Regions from separate parts of the Zea mays genome. Here regions 2 and 3 are each linked to region 1. A link is a contact called in public Hi-C data. All regions are on one chromosome and are shown on one strand. The core of a region is the stretch at or near the end of the contact, and the rest is flanking DNA. Distances in the headings are between cores, read along the strand shown. Region 1 overlaps LOC103643172 (mediator of RNA polymerase II transcription subunit 15a). Region 2 holds the start of LOC100280453 (zinc finger protein 593). Region 3 holds the start of LOC100279361 (putative leucine-rich repeat receptor-like protein kinase family protein).

Evidence for each region. A called contact is a pair of places that touch in the nucleus more often than the background predicts.
Region 2: a contact with region 1 is called in a Hi-C map of ear, with 5 times the contacts expected there. The contact joins the promoter of LOC100280453 here to the enhancer-like site in region 1. A contact is called at or near these places in 5 of 25 Hi-C or Micro-C datasets (bundle sheath, ear, leaf and 1 more).
Region 3: a Hi-C map of tassel shows a contact between it and region 1, with 3 times the contacts expected there. The contact joins the promoter of LOC100279361 here to the enhancer-like site in region 1. A contact is called at or near these places in 2 of 25 Hi-C or Micro-C datasets (ear and tassel) and 1 of 3 datasets of contacts at active chromatin or transcription factors (leaf).

The regions. Positions count from the first base shown.
Region 1 is chr1:206,394,424-206,398,684 of Zm-B73-REFERENCE-NAM-5.0, reverse strand. It overlaps LOC103643172 (mediator of RNA polymerase II transcription subunit 15a), which reads left to right. Exons shown (of 10, transcript XM_008666330.4): 7 at 355-696; 8 at 828-1,019; 9 at 1,137-1,225; 10 at 1,305-1,727. The coding sequence ends at 1,512. It also overlaps the pseudogene LOC103643173. Among protein-coding and RNA genes, the nearest start is that of LOC103643172, 19 kb to the left of the region's middle. Within about 2 kb of position 2,209, at least 10 of the 20 cell types and tissues checked have an H3K27ac peak or open chromatin away from gene starts, as enhancers often do. A contact at or near this core is called in ear and tassel, where this site is marked.
Region 2 is chr1:206,613,870-206,618,130 of Zm-B73-REFERENCE-NAM-5.0, reverse strand. It overlaps LOC100280453 (zinc finger protein 593), which reads right to left and starts at 2,223. Exons shown (of 3, transcript NM_001153373.2): 1 at 1,886-2,223. The coding sequence starts at 2,094.
Region 3 is chr1:206,547,159-206,551,419 of Zm-B73-REFERENCE-NAM-5.0, reverse strand. LOC100279361 (putative leucine-rich repeat receptor-like protein kinase family protein) reads left to right here and starts at 2,169. Exons shown (of 1, transcript NM_001152378.2): 1 at 2,169-4,261. The coding sequence starts at 2,278.

The sequences.
Region 1 (4,261 bases), core at 960-3,459:
CATGAACTGAATATCACTCACTACTCACTACATAACATATGATGTAGAGTTGCAGACTTACTAGACGTCCAGCCCAAAGCAAAAACAGGCCAGCCGCCAGCCAACCAAACCTAACTAATCGTCCACACATTAACTGGACGACTAATCGCACTTGGTCGACGACTAATCGGAAGACTGGACGATTAGTCGACCTAATCGGGTCGGATACCCTGGTCGCTCCACTAAAACCAACTAGCCCGACTAATCGCGATTAATCGCGATTAGTCGGACGACTTGAAATCATTGTTTGTGTCTATATTATTATCCCACTATTTTGGTATTGTATTTCATGTTCAATTTTGTTTTACAATACAGTTGAGAACAACACAGCCTGAGTCCCTTAGTGCTGCAGTTAGCGATATTGGATCTGTCGTGAGTATGATTGACAGGATTGCTGGATCAGCGCCTGGTAATGGTTCCAGAGCTGCTGTGGGTGAAGATCTTGTCGCTATGACAAAGTGCCGCTTGCAAGCCAGGAACTTCATAACCCATGATGGGAGTGGTGCATCAAAGAGAATGAAGCGGGACACAGGTGCTATGCCTCTTAATGTGTCATCCGCTGGAAGTTTGAATGACAGCTTGAAGCAATCATATACTGTTGGCACTCCAGAGCTACAATCAACTGCAACCTCACGTGTCAAGTGTCAAAGGGCTGAGGTGTGTTTCTTTAAAATATTTGCTGATAAGCTATGTAGGGCATTGGTTTTTCTACAAATAGTCGTCCGTCACTTGCATATTTGTATCTAAAAGGGCAAACATTGTTCATCTCTTATCTGGCTACCTCGCAGGTAAACCATGTTCTGTTAGAGGAGATTCAGGAGATAAACAAACAGCTTATAGATACAGAGCTCCATGTCTCTGAGGATGATGCTGAGTCCTTCACTACATCTGATATGGCCGAAGGGACAGTCATTAAATGCACATTCACTGCTGTTGCTGTTAGCCCCAGCTTGAAATCCATGTTTGCTTCAGCGCAGATGGTGAGGCAGCCTCAAAACACCTTTGCTATGTTTCTTTTTTTCTTCTTTTTATTGAGGGGTCCATGCCTGTATGTTTGTCGTCTCACTTTGTTCTATGTTGGAACGTGTGGGTGGCAGAGTCCAATTTTGCCGTTGAGGTTGCTTGTTCCTGGTAGCTACCCAAAATGCTCCCCGGTGCTTCTAGACAAGTTTCCTGATGAACAATGGTGCGTGTAGTGGCATATTACTGTATATATGTTAGGTGCTTCGGCAAAGAAACCTCACGGGGGTGCTCTGTGGTTGCAGCAGGAACTCGGATGACCTGTCTACGAAGGCCAAGTCAAAGTTCAGTGTGTTGCTCCGGGGTCTAGCTGAGCCCATGTCATTGCGAGAAATCGCAAGGACGTGGGATGCTTGCGCCCGGAAAGTGATTGCAGAGTATGCCCAGCAAACTGGAGGAGGCAGTTTCAGCTCGAGCTATGGTTGCTGGGAAAGCTGCGTTGGCGCTTCATAAGTTTATTGTATCTATTACTCCGTAGTATATTTATTATTCTTTATTACACTAAGCATTTATGTGTTGAGCAAAAGAAAATAACAGTTTATCTTCCTTTTGGTATCGAGTCACTGTTAGCTTGATAAATAAGATCGTGTACAGTACAGTGTATGGAGCAAGCTTGGGTGCTTCAGCCCGGTTAATATTTACTATCTTGTATGCTTTGCCTCTACTTACATAACTTGCGCGGTTACCTTGTTTTTTTGTTGATTTTTATTTGCTGATTTTTAAATAGTTTTCTTGTTTCCTTGATTATAATATAAACTTTTATGTTTGCTCTGCTTCGCTGTATCCATCTGCGTGATTTTTTTTTTTACATCGACCAATTCATTGACATGGACTAAACGTAGAAGCTGCATCTAAGCTGCATCTAGGGTACATGGACTACATTAGTGGGCTAGTGGCGTTTAGGCTACTGTGAGAGCAGATGTCTAATAATCCCAATCTCTCTTTCCTATCGTATACCTATCGAAATTCTGAAAGAATAACACAACAACATAGTCATTTTATTATATACTTCCCCTCCAAAGTTAGGCTTACTTCAGCAGCTACTGTAGCGTGTCCCGAATGTGTAGTTTTCGCAACTGCAGGCCACTGTAGCGCGTCACAGCATGTCGCAAACACGGTTGCACAAAAAGGTGCCTGCCCAAAACAATGTGTACTATTGCATTGCCTCTCTCCTCCCACATTGAATCCGTGCAATGGCCAAGTGCCTCGACTTCTCCCTACCCCGCGAGAGAACCCAAATTGGCGTCTCCACCATCACTACCGGTGTCGCTCGTGACGGCGAATGGGGGAGGAAGCGACCAGTGGCCACGAGCGAACGTTCCTGTCCAGGCCCAAGTCCACTCTTTGTCGGCGGAAGAAGCACTGGATCACCTCGACAGGGAGCGGCGGCTCCACGACTTCTACATTGAAATCTTCAAGGTTTGTTCAAAATCTAAACCCCTCGTCGTAGATCTGTTTATTTGCATGTTTTTGAGGTTGTTTGCAGTGGATTGGGGTTGATTTAGGTTTATGGTAGGGTTTTACCCAAGTCGATTTGCCCCCTTGTACAAATATGGCCGATACACATGGATCCGATATGGATTTGTAGATCTCCACCCGCTTTCGACTTCGTATGTTACCGATTGTGATGTCGGTTGTGGAGGAATAAATCAGAACCTTAGGTTCGGACAATACTTTCAAGTTTCATATGTTTTCACTTTTATTTGGCCTTGTGGTTACATATTTTTTCATCACTGCCAGATGTCCTACACTCCAAACGATGCCCTCAAATGGGCTGTCCGGGAGATGAAGGACCATGCATGCGAAGTTAGGCAACTCGTCGGTAGTGCTACAAGCACACCAATTGTAACACCCGTCCAATCCCGGACCGGTGGTACTTACTCATGGCAGCTCTCTAGGATCATATATTGTCCCCACACGCCAACCCGGGTCTTTTGTGCACACTTTGTCCTCACTCATGCGCCCCCGAGAAAACTTCCCGGTCGGTCACCCATCCCAAATTGCTCCAAGCCAAGCACACTTAACTTGGAGGTTCTTTCGAGATAGGCTTCCGAAAAAAGATGCACCTTATTGGTATGGATACTCTATTAATTCTATTAAGCCTTGGGCCAGGATATCACCATCTCAGGGGCCAGGATATCACAAGCCTGCCACACATTTGAAATCTGTTCTACTAAAATTTTTGGAGCTTGTGGATTGGCTTGACAAGGTTTCAATCCTTTGCTCCAAAGTGGTCTACAAGAATGGACGACAGCACCCCGACGACAACATCATAGTGGAAGAGTTTTAAGCAGCTCATGAGATAGAACTTGAAAGGCTCCCAAGTCCTGAAACTCCTAAAGCCTTGAAGTGTTCTATGAGGATTGGGGTATGCAGTATGACAACGATCAATCACGTGGGATCAACTAGGAGTAAATTGTAGAATAATGGCATGTTAACGAGGAGTTTCTAACTGTTAATGTAATTTAGTAATGTGTATTGTCGCTTTATGTTCAAGTCTAGAACGTTGGTCCTGAATTGTTAAGTTTGGGGAATGAACTGTTAGATTTCTTAAGTGATGATGCCTTCCTGTTATTTTGAAATGTCTTGTTGTGTTACCCAATTCACCAACAATCAGGTTTTCTATGGACAACACTTGGTCGAGGTATTTGATTCGAGGTCCCTACGATGTAACCTATACTCCAGGAATTGACCTACCATATGATCATGACTAGAATGCCCAGGAAGGCTTCGCTCATCCTGCTGAGGTTGATACACCTCTCTTTTGTAGGACTAGGTTTGTACCCATTCATGTCCATTCTTGTATTTTTCTGACCCTCGTTGTATGTTGAATAATGCAGACACCACATTCATGTAAAGCCCAAAAATTTGTATAAGACAAAAATAATAAAATAAATAAATAAAGAAATTAAAACAGTAAAGTAAGATATCTCAAATTATACTTGAGGTTTGAATCTTGGGGACTGAATTTTGAAACTAAGAATTAACTTAGAAAAGAAGTAATAAAAAGGTTTTCTGTTCAACTAAATGATTATTCATTTCATGATACACTATAAGCATTTATTTAAATGGGTATTGAGATATAAGTATGGTATTAAATTTTGATGACTCAAATCTAGACTAGACTTTTTGAATTTAACACATAATTTTCAAACTCGAAAAAAATAGAAATAATAGAAAGATTTCATATTTATTTGAGTAA
Region 2 (4,261 bases), core at 974-3,473, 220 kb before region 1:
ACAGGTCAAATTTCATATAGGTGTATCTTCTGGCTCCACAAACAGGGTTTATCTATAAGTGGATAAACATGAGATAAATATCATGGTCTAAAGATGAAGCCTGCAAAGTTCATCTTATGTCCATCATCTCGCCATGTCATGATCTGCCCCTTGTCAAGTCTGGTCATTGAATTGCCAGTGCTTTGGGCTCTTAGATTTGGATTTTGCCTATTTAGCAGTAACATTACCTTCATCAATGCTGCCATTGGCCAGCAAGCTCAGACCTGTAAGACCCACCAGCTAACTCCAAAAGAATGATAAAAAGTTTCCCCAAAAAAATGATTATTGGAGGCATTCTAAAAAAATTAAGAGTAAATTATAGTGTGTACTCCAACAGTTTCCTTAAACAACTAAAAAACTGAAAACTGGCTTTGCTCCTGGGTATGGGCGGGTATATGGGCCTTTATGCTGATCCAGCATGATGATCCTACGACGCCACATGCTGCAGGAAAGCTGTACCAACTCATTGATGGTCTGCACGGCCACAGATGAGCGCGCGGCAAAATAAAAAACACAGGAGCCTGCATGCACGCAGACGCCGAACAGATTGGGGAGAAAGGGATCACGCGAAAATATGCGGGAGGGGAGGAGGCGGATGTGGGATGCAATTTTTTTGGGGGCGATGAGGGAGCTATTGGAGCAAGGAAAATCATTTTCTTCCTAATATCTGTTTTAAGGTTGGTTTACATCTTCTTTTGGAGTTGCTTTTACTCTCTGAGCACAGCTAGAAAAATAAATTATATTTACGGGATAAATTTTATAATTGGGGTTTCCCTTTTTGTTGATTAGAGATATTTACTATTTGATATGATATATTAAGAGCTTAGATATATGTGCCTGCCAACCGACTTCCTAGAAGTGGCAACAAATGATGGACAAATTGGTTCCTCAATGCTCTATTTTTGTGGAAACAGACAGTAATTGCTTCCACTATTGTGGTATTTATTAGATGTACATAACTAAGGGAAGGTAAAATAGTACTAAAAGTTTAGAAATAAGGGAGGAAAAAAAGGCGGGTGAAATAGAGACTTCAAGGAGGTTTTAGCAGATTTATTAGGGGTCCCCCCCCCCCACACACACACATCACCACCCAATTAGAGAATTGGATATTGTGAAGCACGTCAAAGAAAGAAATCACAGTCCATTCTCAATGCAAATACCAAACGGTAAGCTCTTGCAGACATCCCCATCAACAAGAAGCTCTACATATTCAGCTATGCCAGCTTTACAGTCGGTGCAGCAGGAATAGTTCTCAGTTTCTACATATCGGTATAGTAGATGTTTACACCATAGATATGAAACTTATTCAATTTCATCCGTTCTTTGACGAAGTAAACCAAATTGATGGCCCTAGACTCCTAGAGTGGGTGCTTGAAAATTCCCTATACAATTTCACCCTTTGTTGCGGCCTAATTACGGTGCTGGATCCCATTGCATTTTTCTGTGTGTCCAGGAAGGGAAACAAACAATAATTGTTGGCACATGAGGATGATGAAATAGCGAAAGACTGGAATGCTGGAATTGTGCTTTCTTTTGGATCATTTGTGTACTAAGAGTATCCAGTATTTTAAGATCTTATTGTGTGACAGTACGGTAAGTTTTAATTCATGCACACATGGAAATTCAAATTAGTTTTTGCAAAGATAAACAGGATTATCATTCGCTAGTCAGGTGTTTTTTGTACCACGAATGAATTAAAACACATGCTCCACTAATGCTGAATTGAGAAAAACGTTTTTTTTTACAACTAGCAACGTACGGGCATATACCTGTATTGGCAGAGGATAAGAAATAGCATACCGGTGGAATGGAAGGGAGGGAAAGAGAGGAGAGGGGAAGCGCATACTCGCAGTGGAGGCAGTAGAACTGTCCCAGGCCTGGGAGGTCCTCATCGACGGGGAGCTCCTTGGCTTCAGCGTCCTTGCCCTGGTCGGCCAGCTTGACGAGCTCGTCATAGACGGCATCGTCGGCCTTCAGGAGGAACTTGCCGCGGCGAGCCGTCTTGTGGGATAGGCGGCGCTTCTTTACCTTGCGGTGCGGGCACTTGCCTCCCATCTCGAGGAAGAGCGGCGGCGGCGGCGGCGTTTAGGGTTTTTGTCTGGCAGCCGAACTGCGTCGTGGAGAACAGAAGAGAAGATGCAACGGAAGAAGTCTAGGAGAAGAGGTGGTTTTCCAGAGGAGGACCATGGGAGGGCCGAGCGAGGAAAGCCTTAATTCGTTTACGTAGCCCTACTGGGCCAAATGTGACTGCCCAAACCTGGCCACTGGGCCAAACGTGACTGCCCAAACCTAGCAGCAAAGAAGTCCAAATCTTTTCTTCTATTTTACTTCCACTTGTTACACTAGTTATACGTGAAATCACTCTAGGTATCTAAGTTTCAACATAACTAATACATCATTTTATTTTTCTATATGGGAGTTTTTAGGTTATATTATTATATAATGTTTATTAGTCTTGGTCACTTATTTGCATTTTTTTAGTTGACACTAGAATATTTTATGGATTTAATTGTTCTTCGATGATTTTATGCAGAAAGAAATTAATAATATGTAAATAGCCTCATAAGTTCATGAAATTTTATGTAGGCATAACATATATCCACATATAATCCTTAAAATGTTATGTTTGATACTACTTTACGCTCAAACGTGATGATTTTTACGCTGAAAACCTTGAATCGTGTCTATAACTGTCATAAAAACAGATACCTAAAATAGCGCATCCACGTGATTTGGACGCGGGATGTGAGAGCACCTAGAGGGGGGGTGAATAGGTGATCCTGTAAAAACTTAAACTTATAGCCACAAAAACTTGTTAAGGGTTAGCACAATAATTGCCAAGTGGCTAAAGAGGAGATCTTGCACAATACGACAATCACAAAGAATTCAACACAGAGAAGACACAGTGATTTATCCCGTGGTTCGGCCAAGTACAAAACTTGCCTACTCCACGTTGTGGCGTCCCAACGGACGAGGGTTGCAATCAACCCCTCTCAAGCGGTCCAAAGACCCACTTGAATACCACGGTGTTTTGCCTTGCTTATCTTTATCCCACTCGCGAGGAATCTCCACAAATTGGAGTCTCTCGCCCTTACACTTAAGATTCACAAAGAAGCACTGAGTAAGGGAGGGAAGCAACACACACAAATCCACAGCGAAATGCGCACACACACGGCCAAGAATCGAGCTCAAAGACTATCTCAAAGTTCTCACAAGAACGGAGCTCGAATCACTTAGAATAACAAACGGATGCGCAAAGACTGAGTGTGGATGATCAAGAATGCTCTAAGGTTGCTTGGTTGTCTCCTCCATGCGCCTAGGGGTCCCTTTTATAGCCCCAAGGCAGCTAGGAGCCGTTGAGAGCAATTCTGGAAGGCTGATCTTGCCTTCTGTCATCGGGCGCACCGGACAGTCCGGTGCACACCGGACACTGTCCGGTGCCCGATCCCCTTCCTAAAATGTTGCAGCCGACCGTTGCCCGCCAGAGAGCCGTTGGCGCACCGGACATGTCCGGTGCACACCGGACAGTCCGGTGCCCCCTTCTAGCCGTTGGCTCGGCCACGTGTCACGCGCAGATCGCGCGGCCGACAGTTGGCCCGGCCGACCGTTGGCTCACCGGACAGTCCGGTGCACACCGGACAGTCCGGTGAATTATAGCTGTACGCCGTCAGCGAATTCCCGAGAGCGGCTACTTCGGCCGAGGCAGCCTGGCGCACCGGACACTGTCCGGTGCACCACCGGACACTGTCCGGTGCACCACCGGACAGTCCGGTGCCCCAGACCGAAACATCCTCTTGGCTGTACACAGCCAACTCTTTTCTTTTCTTTTTCTTCCTGTTTCCAATACTTAGACAAGTATATTAGTACACAAAACCAATGTACTAAGACTTAGAAACATACCTTTGCTCTTGATTTTCACTTTATTCATCCATAAACATGAATTCACATTTAAGCACTTGTGTTGGCACTCAATCACCAAAATACTTAGAAATGGCCCAAGGGCACATTTCCCTTTCAATCTCCCCCTTTTTGGTGTTTTATGCCAACACAACATAAAGCAACTAGAACAAGTGCAATATTACTTCAAATAAAACTCAAGTTTATTTTGATTCAATTTTGGCATATATGGATCATCCTTTGCCACCACTTGGTTTGTTTTTTGCAAATCAACCACAAAATCCTATCTCTAAGTCAAATCCACTTGTAGAGACATAAAGAGAGG
Region 3 (4,261 bases), core at 920-3,419, 150 kb before region 1:
GAAACTACACATTGTAAACTTATACCCAATGAATAAGGATATGTATGTTGTATGTTGCTAGTAGCATTAAAATTCATAGATTTTATAGTTAAAATCGGCTCTTGAACATGATACCAACATTATGATGTATATGGTGAAGATCATTATCAACATAATAATTAGTCGATGCAAAAATATACTATCATTATGACTATAAGTGTCAATATAAGATTCATATGGCTTTTAAAATAAGTATTGTATTCATATAATGAGTTTGCAAGTCACACCTTGGGGTATTTATAGTTACGTTAAACTGCCTTTGTACTCCACGATCCGAAACCTCACCACTTCGTTGATTTTTCAATGGCAAGATCAACACGTTACAAAAATACCAAGCGAGATCATAAAGGGGCCCAAATCGGATGTGATTGGCCTTTTGGACTAGATGCGACGATAATGGCGAGCACAAGAAGATAGATCATTTAAGAATTTGACTAGGGTAGAGAGACTCGACTACAAAGTAGAGCCCAATCAATCTTCCCTAGTGAAGTCATCAAAAAGTGTATGGACATAAATATCATCACACGACAGCTAAGCTAGATTATCTAGGTCGTCACGGACCAAAGAGCACAACTAATAACTATCATGCTTTAACGATGAAGAGATGTTAGGTTCACAAACAAACTAATAAAGGATAACCAATCACGCTTTTCGTAGCGGAGAATGGCTAGTTCCCTTGCAAACTAGCATATGATAACCAATCGTTTACCAATAGTTTCCTTGGTTGTCGGATTAGACATGGTCAACAATATGTAGTTTTGGTGATTGTGTGTTGATACCTCATTTGGCAATGTACCCCCATATATCATGAGTAGAGGTGAATTCATTCTGTTGGGAAACTAATGTGGCACTATTATTATATCGTTTTACCAAGTTTTATTTATTAGACTAGACCAAAGCTAATCACGAGTCTCTTAAAATTGGTCTAGGTCCAATTTAAGCGTCAGCAAGATGATTTTTTTTTTACTTTTGATAAATATAACCAATACATTTTTTGCAGGTATCTTTCCGTGAGACATATTGCCTCCGATTTTGAAATTGATTACAGTGTTTGGATGAGTACAACACACATCCATTGCGGAGGGGTTTTCAGAGTGTAGTATCATATTTTTGTTTGCCTTTCGTGGCTGAAGTTTCATTTTCTGTCCGGACATTCGAAGAGGGTTTTTTTTTTATTTAGAACTAGTTTGAGAATTCAATTTTTCTAAAGGTTTTTTATTTATTCGAAGAAAATTAGTTCATTTTTTTGGAAAATTGGAAATCTAATGAAAAATAAGGTTGCCAAACTAGCGCCGGAGCTTTTGTTGTCGATAGGCTTTAGGCTGTCTATGATAGATCATATAAAATAGTAGATTTATATTATTGATGACACTATTTATAGGATGAAAGTTTAAATTAAAAGATAAAATAAGGGATGAGAAACGAGAAACCGTGGCCCTTGTTGGCTTGTTGCAAACGGGATGTCGTGTCGAGTACACGGTGTAATTAGAACTTGCCGCTCAAGAAACGGATGGAAGGGAAGGAATTGTCCCTCCCGATCTCCCCTCTGCAAACCGCAGCTTCAGCTGGACCTTCATTTCTGCTTGGTTGTTTCCTCACTGTCATACTGTCACCGGCTCACTCGCTGTCACTGTCCCTGCCACTGCCACTGCCACTCACGCGCGCGTCCTGCCTCCAGAGCGCCGAATTAACTACAGGACATACGTATAGTACGTACATGTACATGGTATACGTATTAACTCTTTGTCCGATTTCAAATCTACTGTGCACACGACACGTACGCCCAGCTCCTATCTCCCAGCGGTACAAAGTTTATACTCTCGCATTGTCCATTGCTGGCAATTCGCAACAATGTGTGTGCAACGGAATTATGGAAAATGCTGCTGTGCTCAAATATATGCTGCAAGCTAGTACGGCTGCACGCACAGTTTCCATTTCACATCTGCCTTTTCTTGCCCTGCATCGTTTCTGTACGTCCCTTCTTCCTATTTTCGTGTCGTGTTGCTTTTGCTGCGACATGGCCACAGCGGCCACAGGAGAGGGACGGAGTGCTGAGGGAGTGAGGGGGACCCAGCCCAGCCAAGCACATTTTACCCATCGCATCGCACGAAACCGAAGGAGAGCGGCGATCCAGCCTCTCTTCCTCTCAGATCAAACTCACTCCTCACTCCGCGAGCTGCTTGCTATTCCCAAGCCCCAACACCTCAGTCTAGCCGCTACAGTCCTTCAGACGATTCGATGCATCCTTGCATGCTCTTCCTCCTCTGCCTGGCCGCGCTGCCGCTGGCCTCGCATTCCTCCTCCAACCCCGACGTCGCGCTGCTCCTCGCCAAGGTGAAGCCGGCGCTGCAGGGCGAGCGCGCCAACGCGCAGCTCGCCACCTGGAACGCCTCCACGCCGCTCTGCCTCTGGCGCGGCCTCCGCTGGGCGACGCCCGACGGCCGGCCCCTCCGCTGCGACGCCGCCGCCACGCGCGCCAACCTGTCGCTCGCCTCCGACCCCGCCCTCCTCCTCCTCTCCGTCCGCCTCCCCGCGTCCGCCCTCGCCGGCCGCCTCCCGCCGGACCTCGGCGCCTTCTCCGCGCTCGACTCCGTCTACCTCGCCGCCAACTCGCTCTCGGGCCCCGTCCCGCTCGAGCTCGGCAACGCGCCCGCGCTCTCCGCGCTCGACCTCGCCGGCAACCGCCTCTCGGGGGACCTGCCCGCCTCCATCTGGAACCTCTGCGACCGCGCCACCGAGCTCCGCCTCCACGGCAACGCGCTCACCGGGGCCGTGCCCGAGCCGGCCGGCCCCAACACCACCTGCGACCGCCTCCGCGTCCTCGACCTCGGCGCCAACCGCTTCTCCGGCGCCTTCCCCGCCTTCGTCACCGCGTTCCGTGGCCTCCAGCGCCTCGACCTGGGCGCCAACCGCCTGGAGGGCCCCATCCCGGAGGCCCTCGCCGGGATGGCGGCGACCCAGCAGCTCCAGGCGCTCAACGTCTCCTACAACAACTTCTCCGGCCAGCTGCCCCCGTCCTTCGCGGCCTCCCGCTTCACGGCGGACTCGTTCGTAGGCAACGAACCAGCGCTGTGCGGCCCGCCGCTGCGCCAGTGCGTGACAGCCTCGGGCCTCAGCTCCCGCGGCGTCGCCGGGATGGTCATCGGGATCATGGCCGGCGCCGTCGTGCTCGCGTCCGTGTCCATCGGCTGGGCGCAGGGGAGGTGGAGGCGGAGCGGCAGGATCCCGGAGCAGGACGAGATGCTGGAGTCGGCCGACGACGCCCAGGACGCGTCGTCAGAGGGCAGGCTCGTGGTCTTCGAGGGCGGCGAGCACCTCACGCTGGAGGAGGTGCTCAACGCGACCGGCCAGGTGGTGGACAAGGCCAGCTACTGCACGGTGTACAAGGCGAAGCTGGCGAGCGGCGGCAGCAGCATCGAGCTGCGCCTGCTGCGGGAAGGCAGCTGCAAGGACGCCGCGTCGTGCGCGCCCGTTGTGCGGCGCATCGGCCGCGCGCGCCACGAGAACCTGGTCCCGCTTAGGGCCTTCTACCAGGGGAGGCGCGGCGAGAAGCTGCTGGTGTACGACTACTTCCCGCGCAGCCGGACGCTGCAGGAGCTGCTGCACGGTGGCAGCGAGCCCGCGGCGGGGCGGCCGGCGCTCACCTGGGGGCGGCGGCACAAGATCGCGCTGGGCGCGGCGCGCGCGCTGGCGTATCTGCACGCGGGCCAGGGCGAGGCGCACGGGAACGTGCGCTCGTCCATCGTGGTGGTGGACGACCTCTTCGTGCCGCGCCTGGCAGAGTACGCGGTGGACCGGCTGCTGGTGCCGGCGGCGGCGGAGGCGGTGCTGGCGGCGGCCAAGGCGGACGGGTACAAGGCGCCGGAGCTGCACTCCATGAAGAAGTGCAGCGCGCGCACGGACGTGTACGCGTTCGGGATCCTGCTGCTGGAGCTGCTCATGGGGAGGAAGCCGTCGGCCTCTGCAGGTGGAGCTGCAAGGGCGATGGACCTGCCGTCGGTGGTGAAGGTGGCGGTGCTGGAGGAGACGGCGCTGGAGGAGGTGCTGGACGCGGAGGTGGTCAAGGGACTGCGGGTGAGTCCGGCGGAGGAGGGGCTGGTGCAGGCGCTGAAGCTGGCGATGGGCTGCTGCGCGCCGGTGCCAGCGGCGAGGCCGAGCATGGCGGAGGTGGTGCGGCAGCTGGAGGAGAGCCGGCCCAAGAACGTCCACCCGCGGTCTGCGC